2 separate regions of the Sus scrofa genome follow, and region 2 is linked to region 1. Evidence: chromatin contacts called from public HiChIP or PLAC-seq data. All regions are on one chromosome and are shown on one strand. Each heading gives the region's core, a stretch centred on a gene start, on an enhancer-like site or on the middle of the called end of the contact. The rest is flanking DNA. Distances are from core to core; before and after follow the strand shown. Region 1 has its middle 65 kb from the start of CYP2J34. Region 2 has its middle 3.3 kb from the start of CYP2J34.

Region 1 (5,218 bases), core at 1,975-4,474:
GGAGTGAGAGCAACAACAGGTAGTGTTCAATTGCAATGCCCTTCTCTGAGGCGATTGGAGCCACAAGTGGTGCCTGTTCAGGGACCCCTAGCAGTAGTGGGCCACACCCACCTCTGGAGTCAGTGTAACTGCAGAGGCTTGCCCCTGCCATCTGCAGACCATGCAAGAAGCATCCTGTCTCACTTAGCCTACACAGGAGGTGCTGCACAGGTTGCTCCTAGTTGCAGGTTCCTGGGAAGTGACAGAGTTCAAGTGTGTGGGCACTGACCAGAGCATTCAGCAGTGGCAGCAAGCAGGGCCAGTGTGCTCCCAGGGGTGAGAGAGCAACAAAAGATGGTGTTTGTCACAATGTCCTCCTCTGTTGTGCCCTCTGAGGTGGTTGGGGCTGAAAGTGGTTCTTGTTCAGGGATCCCCAGTGGCAGTGGGCCATGCCCACCTCTGGAGTCAGAGATGACTGATTTTGTCTTCAAAAGTGGAAAACTGACACCACCTTGTCTCTGCAATTGTCTTGTTTTTCTCAATCAGCTCTCCATGGATAATGAAATTCCTTCCTGGACCCCACCAAACCCTCTTCAGTAATTGGGAGAAACTGAAAATGTTTGTTGCCCATATGATTGAAAACCACAGGAGAGATTGGAATCCTGCTGAAGCAAGAGACTTCATTGATGCTTACCTCCAGGAAATAGAAAAGGTGAGGAAGCCAGAGTTATTTCCTGAATTTTGACCTTAAAGAGCAAATGAGGGTATTCTAGTTAATTATTGCTTCTGTAACAAATTACCACAGACTTGGGCACTTAAAACCACACAAATTTATACTTTTATAATTCTGGAAGAAGTCTGAAAGCAGTTTCACTGGGTTGGAGCCAAGATATTGGCAGGGCTGCTTCTTCTGGAGGATATACAGGAGAACCCATTGATTGACAGTCAGCTTCTAGAGGCTGCCTGCACTCCTTGACTGAGGGCCCCTTCCTCTGTCTTCAAAGCCATTGATGTAGCATCTTTTCTGCCACCATCCTCACATCTATTTAATGACCTTTTGGCTTCCCTCTTTTGAAGCTTCTTGGGATTATATTGGGCCCACTGGGATTATCTAAAAAAAAACTTCCCATATCAAATCCTTAATCATATCTACGAAGTTTCTTCAGCTATGTGAGATACCAGGCTCCGATTCCAGAGATTAGAATATGAACATCCTTGTGGGTCTTCAGCCTGCCACAGGGGTAAAAAATAGAGTGTAGAAAAACATTAATTCAGAATTGATGAGACAATTAGAAATAAAGGTTGAAATTTAACATCATTTGGCTCGAGGTCTTAGGAAAGCCTACATACAGCCTTTTCGTAATCTCTTCTTTACCCTCTGCCCATGTCTGAAGGAGTTTCACACAAAGGGAAATACAAGCATTATTTCATTACCACTTGGACCTGTTCCCAGTTTCCTACCCCTTCCCCCAGCTCCCCAGTTCAGAATAGAAGTAAAGCTGAGTCAGATGCCAGAGTTTACTGTCACAGGGGAGGGATTTTGACTTCCTTTTTCATCCCCATATCATCTGCTTTCCTATATAATAGGAAAGAAGCAGGAAAAATACCAAACTGAATGTTTAGCCTTTACCACAGTAACCCCTCTGGTGAATACCTATCACTGCATCAGATTCATCATCTTTGACCCATCAGATTATTTGTTCCTTCTCCTCAAGTTGGGAGAATTTTTATTTCTTTATACCTGCTCTCTTATTTCACCTTATTGGCATAACATTAATGGGAGCACTGACTTCTCCTCTGAAGAGGAGACATCACTTGTTATGAGGCATGAAGGTGAGGGACCACACAAATAGGAATGTGGATGCCTTGAAGCTTCTTCAGGAAGGTGGTAGAGATGCTGCAGTGCCATGAGGAAAGGCTGTTGGGATCAGAGAACTTTAAACTAGAAAGGAAAAGATTAACAAGGGGATGTGTGAATTGTTGCACTTTAGAGAAATGCAGTTTGTTCTTTTTGGTATCAATATAAACATTCGTTGAGGATTTGCACATGCTCTTTCTATCTCTCCTAATTCATGATAGCATCTTAAGGGTGAGTATTGTTATTTCTATTTTATGGTCATAGAACTGAAACACAGAGAAGTATAGTAACTTTTTCAAGTCATACAAATAGTGAATGAGGTGAGTAATAATAATAATACTGGCACCCAAGACTCTTTTTCAGGAGTACTAATAGATTTTCCCAGATTATGGCTTAAAAATAATTGCCTTGATTTTCATCCACCAAAGGTAACAAAAGCTTCCAGCACTTGGGGCTGGGGGATGCTAATGATATTGCAGTAATGAGCCTATGCCTCCTGCGATGGCCAAAGGGAAAGTCCATTTCTCCAGGGTCTCTCCTTCCACGTTCTCTCTAGGATGACCCCCCAACGTGTTGTGACAACCAAGATCTGTGTGAACAAACCAATAATCATTTTACTTTCTAGCATAAGGGTGATGTTACTTCAAGTTTCCATGACGAAAACCTCATCTTTACCACCCTGGACCTCTTTGTTGCTGGAACTGAGACAACTTTGATGACACTGCACTAGGGTCTGCTCTACATGGCCCTGTACCCCAAAATCCATGTCAGTGGAAGGGTCTGGACAGGTCAGGATGGGGTCTTCTGGAACACACTGCTCTAGAGGTGAGGCCAGAGGCTAGCCTGGTAGGGCAGGGAGACAGGTAGGACAGGTTGTGATGGGTCCACATAACACACATACAACATATCCCTGCCCTCAGGAAAGTAGACTCCATGGGGGCAACAGTGAAGGCCATTGACGTTGTTCTGAGTTCCAGGAAAGAGCCCTTCCACTCACATATGAAATCTGGGCACAGCCTCCCCTCCTTTTAAGTCATATCTTCCATCACCCTGTGGACAATGTTCAAACACCCTCATCTATTATATCACATTCTCTGATCTGCCTCTTTTTGCCTGTCCAGCCTCAAGTCTTCTCACCCTGCATGGTGGCCCCACTAAATCTAATGGTGTTTACTTTGCACTGCCCTAATCTGTGCCTTTTGGCCATCACACCTGCTTTTCCCTGGAAGGATAATACAAGATGTATTTCCATAATTTCTTTACACAGTAAACCACTAGCTATCCTTAAAGAATTGGCTCAAACACAACCACCTCTAAGATGTTTTCCCTGTCTTTTAGGAAATTATGAGCACTTCCTTCCTCTAGAGATGACCTAATGTCCCTCCCTTACTTTACTCATCCTTTACTTCACACATCATTGAAATATCTGCCTCACGGGCTGCAGTCCGTTGCAGGACAGTGGCTGTTAGAACCGTGTTTCTTTCCCCGGGTCTCAGAACTCTTTGAGTAGATCAAGGACAGGATCACTAGAAAACAGTTTTTCAAACTGAGGGTAACATTTTATTAATAAGATATAAAGCCAATTTAGTAGATCAAGTACAACATTTTCCTAACATAAATTATTTTAGAAAGGGCAGAGTGCTTCCTATATACTAAAGTTAAATTTTTCTGTTTGGGTTTTTGTTTTTTGTTTTTTTTTTGTCTTTTTTAGGACTGCACCCACGGCATAAGGAGGTTTCCAGGCTAGGGGTCAAATTGGAGCTGTAGCTGCTAGCCTGCACCACAGCCACAGCAATGAGGGTCCGAGCCATGTCTGCAACCTACACCACAGCTCATGGCAATGCTGGATCCTTAACCCACTGAGCGAGGCCAGGGATTGAACTTGCAACCTCACGGATGCTAGTCAGATTTGTTTCCACTAAGCCTCAAAGGGAACACCAAGTTAAGTTTTTTTAAGTCTTGAAAATTTCTTTCTTTCCTTATATATATACATAAGAGCATGGTTTATATGTGTGTATATTTTTTGTTTTTTATTTTTTGTTATTTTTCCTGAGTCATGAAGTAATATGCATTTGCAATTGGGAACTACATTTTTTTAAGCTTAAAAGCCACCTAGTCAGGATATAATTTTAGCTTCTCTATAGAGGTCCAAAAAATGGCTTAAAATGGCATAAGAGGTAGAAGAGACCCAAGTATCTATAGATGGATGAATGGATAAACAAAAGGCATAATGTAATGAAATACTATTCAGTCTTAAGAAGGAAACATTATAGAGTTCCCAGTGGCCTAGCAGTAAAGGATTTGGCACTGTCACTACCATGGCACAGGTTCAGTTCCTGGCTGGGAAACTTTTGCATGCCTTGGGTGCATTCTGGAGAAAAAAAAAAAAAGGAAACATTCTGATATGTGCTAAAAAAAATGGATGAACCTTGAGAAAGTTATGCTCAATTAAATAATCTAGTAAAAAAATATATATACTATATGATTTTTTTAATGAGATATCAAGACTGGTTAAATTCTTAGAAAGTAAACAGTAGCTGTCAGAGGCTGGGTGCAGGAGAAAATGAGTTGTGTTTGAATCAGAGTCAAGTTTCAGTTCTGCAAAATAAAAATGTTGTGGAGATTGGTTGCATAACAATACATATATGCTTAACATTGTTAAACTGTACATTTAAAATGGCTGTGATGGTAAATTTTGTATTATGCATATTTTACCACAATTGTAAAAGATTTTAAATGGGCAGTTTAAAAAATGGACATTTGTATCTCTCTCCAATGAAAAAATCTAAGCTGTTCTCAGGAGAACCCTTCGGGGTCCAAGCTCCTTCCGGTGCATCTAGAATGATGTCCTTGCAAACACTCTCAGAGATGGCTCACCATTGAGCCTACTTTCCTGCAAAGTAGGAAGGGAAGAAGGAGAAGGAAGCACACATCCTCCTTTTAAGGGCAGGTTCCCAGCATTAAAGGTCCTTCTACATACATTCCATTGGTCAGAACTTAGTCACAAGGGAATCTGGGAAATGTAGTCTTTAGCTGAGCAACCAAGTATCTACCCAAAATCTCTGTTACTGTAGAAAAAGAGAAAAACACTTGTTGGGGCACAATTAGTAGAGTTTCTCTTACTTTTGGGATGCTCCTCTAAATCAATTCCTGTACATCCCAAAAATCCTAAAGATAAAAGTTGATTTATCCCCACTAATAAGAAGAGAAAACAGAGGCTCAAACTCTTTCAGTAACTTAGAGGAAGAATGTTGTAGAGAAAGAATTTTCAACAGATTTGTCCTAAACCAGGGCCCACTTTCCACTCACATCATCTTTGAGAAACTACAGTCTATAGCACCTACTATAACTTTAGCCATCATGATCCTGGTTATTCCATTC
Region 2 (5,218 bases), core at 906-3,405, 61 kb after region 1:
TTACCTTAAATCCTCTCTCAGACATTTATATCCAGCCATTTTATATCTGATTTGACAGTGTGGTACTTATGGCTTTTCTCACAATTGGATTGTTGGCTTTTGACTGACAAGTATTCCCAGGTTAAAGTCAACTAAGCAATGTTAGAATATTTTATAGCAGGAACCAGAAATGCCAGAATCCTGCTTGATCCTCCTGTGTGTGGTTCCTGATGGGGGGGAAAAAAGTCCATAAACTGGAAAGCTGGGTACCAGTGATAATTCATGGGGTTTTGTTGCCAACACCAATATGAATACACACAAATCTGGTAAACTGGAGTAAACTTTGTAGAAGATCCTTTTCCTGAAGGCAGTTAGACCTAAGGAATTGAAGTAGCTCAGAACCAAATGAGCCATGAGGACACGAGGCTTTTCTTTCCTCTTACTTGGGATTCATAGGAAAGCCAATTCAATGGAAAAAAAGATATAGAAATAGGAATGGAAGAAGGGAATGTAGAAGGGAGAAAGAATGTGTTTGTGTTTGGCTGGAAGTAGTCTGAACTTGTCAGGGAGAGCCAAGAGAATGTCTGGTAAGTGGTTTGTTTCCTAAACTGTGGGAGGACATTTGGTCTAGACAATAAAGTGAAACCTCAGATGCCCAGCAACATCTACTTCCTTTGTAAACTCCTGGGAAGTTGCAACTCTAGAAAGCACCCCAAATGATATTTCTAGAATAAAAGCAATCAAATCAGGCCTTGAACTTCTGTAACATCTGAGATCTTGTCTTCTTTCTCCCGCGGTCAAATCATCCACGTTGGAGACTGATAAATTGGCCAAATTACTTTCCATTATATGCTCAGTCTCCTCATCTATAAAATGAAGGGCTTTGTTAAGCCATCTCTGAGTTCCATTTCTCCTCTGCTGCACATTTTCATTGGTTCCTGAAGGGAAGGCATTTATCTACTCCCTGTGGAATAGATGGAAAACCCCTGGCACTCATCCTGACCTAATAGATGCAACTGAACCCAGAGCCAAGTAGAGTGTGACCACAATAAACCAGAAAGCTTGCAGACATGACTGGGAGTAGTTGAAATTTCTGGTCATGTAAAATGTCTTTTTCCTTTTTCAAAGTTCATTGGAGAAACTCTAAAATGTATTTCCATCCAAGTGTAAAATAATTCTTAGCTGTATTTTGTTGCTCTCTTATTCCTCATCTATTTTGGACGCTCCAGAGCCCCTCTCTCTCTTCCTTTGTGTGACACATAGTGTGTCAGCACATGACATGTTCTGTGGCATCATGGACAAGGCACAGATTTTTACCACAAAGCAACCCAGGCGGTGGGTCTCTCCTCCACCTGTATCCTGCTGAGACAGACAAGCCCATGCTGCAGTGTCAGTGTCACATCAGGTTGGAGGTGGAAGACCTACAAGCAGCTGAGGAGCAGGGCACTCGGGAGATCCTAAGTTGTACAGAGTGTGTCCAGGTTGGGCGTGGCTGGACCACATGCTCCAGGGAGAGGCTCCAGCAGAGGGGCCACCTCCCAGAGCCCTGTATGTTTACAGACAGGAGGCAGGGCTGGCAAGTAACTAAGTGACAAGGACATAGCTTCCTGGTTGGGTTTCTATGTTAGACCAGGGAACCCCAGTGCTCTACCTGTTCTCCCCTGGAGCCAACTGAAGCTGCTTGTTGCTAAGCTACCAAGAGGGAAGGGGAGGCACTGGGAAGGAGTGTCCAGGGTCTTGGGTTTGTCTCTTCTCAATTCCTGACTGTGACTATCAGCTAAGCATTTAGCCCTCAAGCCTTTGTTTTCTCCCTCAGATACATGTGTCTGCAGGCAGAAACCACACTCTGGTGATGAGGGTATAAATCCAAACATGTGATCCTATCTCTGTAAGCAGATTGATGGCAGGGGACTTAGTAGACTGCAAGGGACAGAGTAATTTTATTCCTACCCCCACCCTCTCTTCCACTCTGTAAACTACTCCTTTTGTCTCTGAACGAATTTTCAGTAGGGCAGGCCCATCCCTTTTCTGGTCACTCTTAGGGAACAAACTTCCCTCTTGCTACATGCACTTCCAAGAAGATTCATTTGTCATCACATGGCGTCAGCCAGTAAGTACACAATTTATATAACTTCCTAAACTAGCTGATGTAGCTTCATTGCTCAACCCAGTTATAGAACTGGAAGCTCTGCAGGCGAGGTCAGTAGGGTGCAGCCAACTCTTCTCTAGACACCACGTGCCCCTCCTTCAACACCACTGCCTCCAGCCCCACCACACCCACCCCAATCTACCAGGGCCCTCCCTCCATGATGCTACTTCGTGCAAGAGAACAGTATGTTGTTTAATGTCCAAGTAGTTGGAAGTTTTTGTTTGATTGTTAGCTTGTTTTCGTCTTTGTGTCTTTTTAGGACTGCACCCCAGGCATAGGGAGGTTCCCAGGCTAGGGGTTGAATCGGAGCTGTAGAGACTGGCCTACACCACAGCCACAGCAACATGGGAACTGAGCTGCGTTTGTGACCTACACCACAGCTCAAGGTAGCACTATATTCTTAACCCACAGATCGAGGCCAGGGATCAAACCCTCGTCCTCATGGATACTAGTCGGGTTTGTTAACCACTGAGCCACTACAGGAACTCCAAATAATTTGAAGTTTTCTACCTATCTTTCTGTTATCGATTTCCAGTTAATTCCGTTGTATTATGAAAGCATAATTTTATTTGTGTACTGATATTTGATAGTGTGTTTTATGTTAGAATGTGATCTATTTTGGTAACTGTTCCTCATGAGCTTGAGAAAAATTTTTGTGCTGCTTTTGTTGGATGATGAATTCCTAAATATCAACCAGATCCAATTGATTGATGGTGCTGTTTGGTTCAACTGATTTTCCGCCTCCTGTTTCTGTCCGTTGGTGGTAGAGGGCTATTCAAGCCTTTATAACAATGAATTCATCTATTTTTCCTTTCAGTTCTACCAGTTTTACCTCATGTGTTTGAAGCTCTGTTAGGTGCATACACATTACAAGATCGCTATGTTTTAAGGATTGACTGTTTATCACTATGTTGTGCCCTTTTTCAATCCATGATAATTTTTCTTGCTCTGATGTCAGCAATTAACACAGCTACTCCAGCTTCCTTTTGATTGGTGTTAGCATGGAATAATCTCCTATCCTTTTAATTTCAATATATCTGTGTATTTATGTTTAAAGTGGTTCTCTAAGCAACATAGGGTCAGATCTTTTTGTGTGTATATTTTGTATGTGATTAGAAAACAAATAACATAAGATCTACGTGCTTTACAAAGTTTTTAAGTGTATAGTACAACACTGTTATCTATGAGCACAATGTGGTACACAAGGTCTGAGAAATTTTCCATCCTGGCATGACTGGAATTCTCTACCAATTGAAAAGAAGTTGTCCCATTTCCTCCTTCCCCCAATCCCTGGCAACCAGCAGTGTGGAGAAATTGGAACACTTTTGCACTGTTGGTGGAAATGTAAAATGGGGCAGCCACTATGGAAAACACCATGGAGGTTCTTCAAAAAATTGAAAATAGAACTACCTTAAGATCCAGCAATCCAAGTTCTTGGGCTTTTATCCAAAACTGAAATCAGAATCTTGAAGAGAGGTTTTCATTTCCATGTTCATTGCAGCATTGTTTATAAAAAGCCAAAAGGTAGAAACAAACTAAATGTCCATTAAGGGATGAATGGATAAAGAAAATGTGGACTATACATACAACGAACTATTCTTCAGCCACAAAGAAGGAAATCTTGTCATATGCTACAATATAGAGGCACCTTGAGGACAATATGCTAAGTGATATACGCCAGCCACAGGAGAAATGTTAATGATTCCGCTTTCCCAAAGTATCAAAAACAGACAACTCATAGAAGGAAGTGTGAAGCCTCCAGGTTTGCTCTTCTCTCTCAGGATTGTTTTGGCTATTCAGGGTCCTTTGTGATACCATATGAATTTTAGGATTATATTTTCTGTATAATTTTATTCCTGTAAAAAGTGCCTTTGGGATTTTGATAGGAATTTCACTCACTTAACAATGGATACTTTTTTAAATGTTCAATTCATGAACGTGGGCTATCTTTCCATGTATTTGTGTCTTCTTTAATTGTGTTCAACAGTATTTTATCATTTTCAGTGTAGAAGTCTATTGCCTTCTTGGTTAAGATTACACACACACACAAATTGTTAGGATTAATAAATGAATTCAGCAAAGTTGCAGGATACAAAATCAACATAAAAAATTGTGTTTCTATACACTAATAATAATCTGAAAGTAGTCTTGTTTTTTTGTCCACTCTGACAGACACTGTCTTTTAATTAGTGCATTTAAACCAATGGTTAATGTGGTTATTGATACAGATTATTATGTACCATGTTCATTTCTGTTTTCTACTCATTACTCTTGATTTTTCTTTGTCTTTTACTTTTTCTCTCTACTCTCCTTTCAATTATTTTGTATAACTTCATTTTCTCTTCTGTCCTAGCATGCCAACCCTTCCTTTATTCAAAACTTAAGTGGTTGCCCTGCAGTTCACAGTACACATTTCCACCTGATTCAAATCCACTTTCAAATAGCACTAAACTGCTTCACTCGTAGTGAAGGTGCTTTGTTATTACAATAATTTCCCTAATTCCTTCCCTCTGTCCCTTCCAAACTTGTATCATGTGTGTCACTTATCTACAAGCTATAACCACCAAATACATTGCTGCTTTTCTTATTTTGAACAAACTCAGATCAATTAAGAAAAAGAAAGTAAGAACTTTTGTGTATCTATTTTTCTCTAATGTGCTTTCCTTCCTTATTTAGGTCTGCATTTCTGACCTGTACTTTTTCCTTCCTTCTGAAGAACTTAAACATTTCTTGTTAAGGCCAGTCTACTAGTAACAAACTCCCTTACATTTTGTTTGAGAAAAAAAAAATTTTTTTTTTCATTTTTGGGGCTGCACCCATGGCATACGGAAGTTCCCTGGCTAGGGGGTCTAATCAGAGTTGTAGCCGCTGGCCTACTCCACAGCCACAGCAACCGCTAGATCTGAGCGGTGTCTGTGACGCAGGATGCTCAACCCACTGAGCAAGGCCAGGGATCAAACGCATCCTCATGGATAACAGTCGGATTCACTTCCAATGCACCACAAAGGGAACTCCCTTGTTTGAGAAATAACTGCTATTACAGTTTTTCCCCCAATCTGTCTTCTGTTGCAACATGAGTATACATGTAAG

The links. HiChIP or PLAC-seq counts read pairs in DNA pulled down with a chosen protein or histone mark.
Region 2: a contact with region 1 is called in an H3K27ac HiChIP or PLAC-seq map of alveolar macrophages. The contact joins two enhancer-like sites. A contact is called at or near these places in 7 of 47 Hi-C or Micro-C datasets (alveolar macrophages, blood, mesenteric adipose tissue and 4 more) and 1 of 2 datasets of contacts at active chromatin or transcription factors (alveolar macrophages).

Annotation. Positions count from the first base shown.
Region 1 is chr6:152,401,212-152,406,429 of Sscrofa11.1, forward strand. It overlaps the pseudogene LOC100525291. Among named protein-coding and RNA genes, the nearest start is that of CYP2J34, 65 kb to the right of the region's middle. Within about 2 kb of position 3,225, at least 1 of the 83 cell types and tissues checked has an H3K27ac peak or open chromatin away from gene starts, as enhancers often do. A contact at or near this core is called in alveolar macrophages, where this site is marked.
Region 2 is chr6:152,463,081-152,468,298 of Sscrofa11.1, forward strand. No RefSeq gene overlaps it. Among named protein-coding and RNA genes, the nearest start is that of CYP2J34, 3.3 kb to the right of the region's middle. Within about 2 kb of position 2,156, at least 8 of the 83 cell types and tissues checked have an H3K27ac peak or open chromatin away from gene starts, as enhancers often do. A contact at or near this core is called in alveolar macrophages, where this site is marked.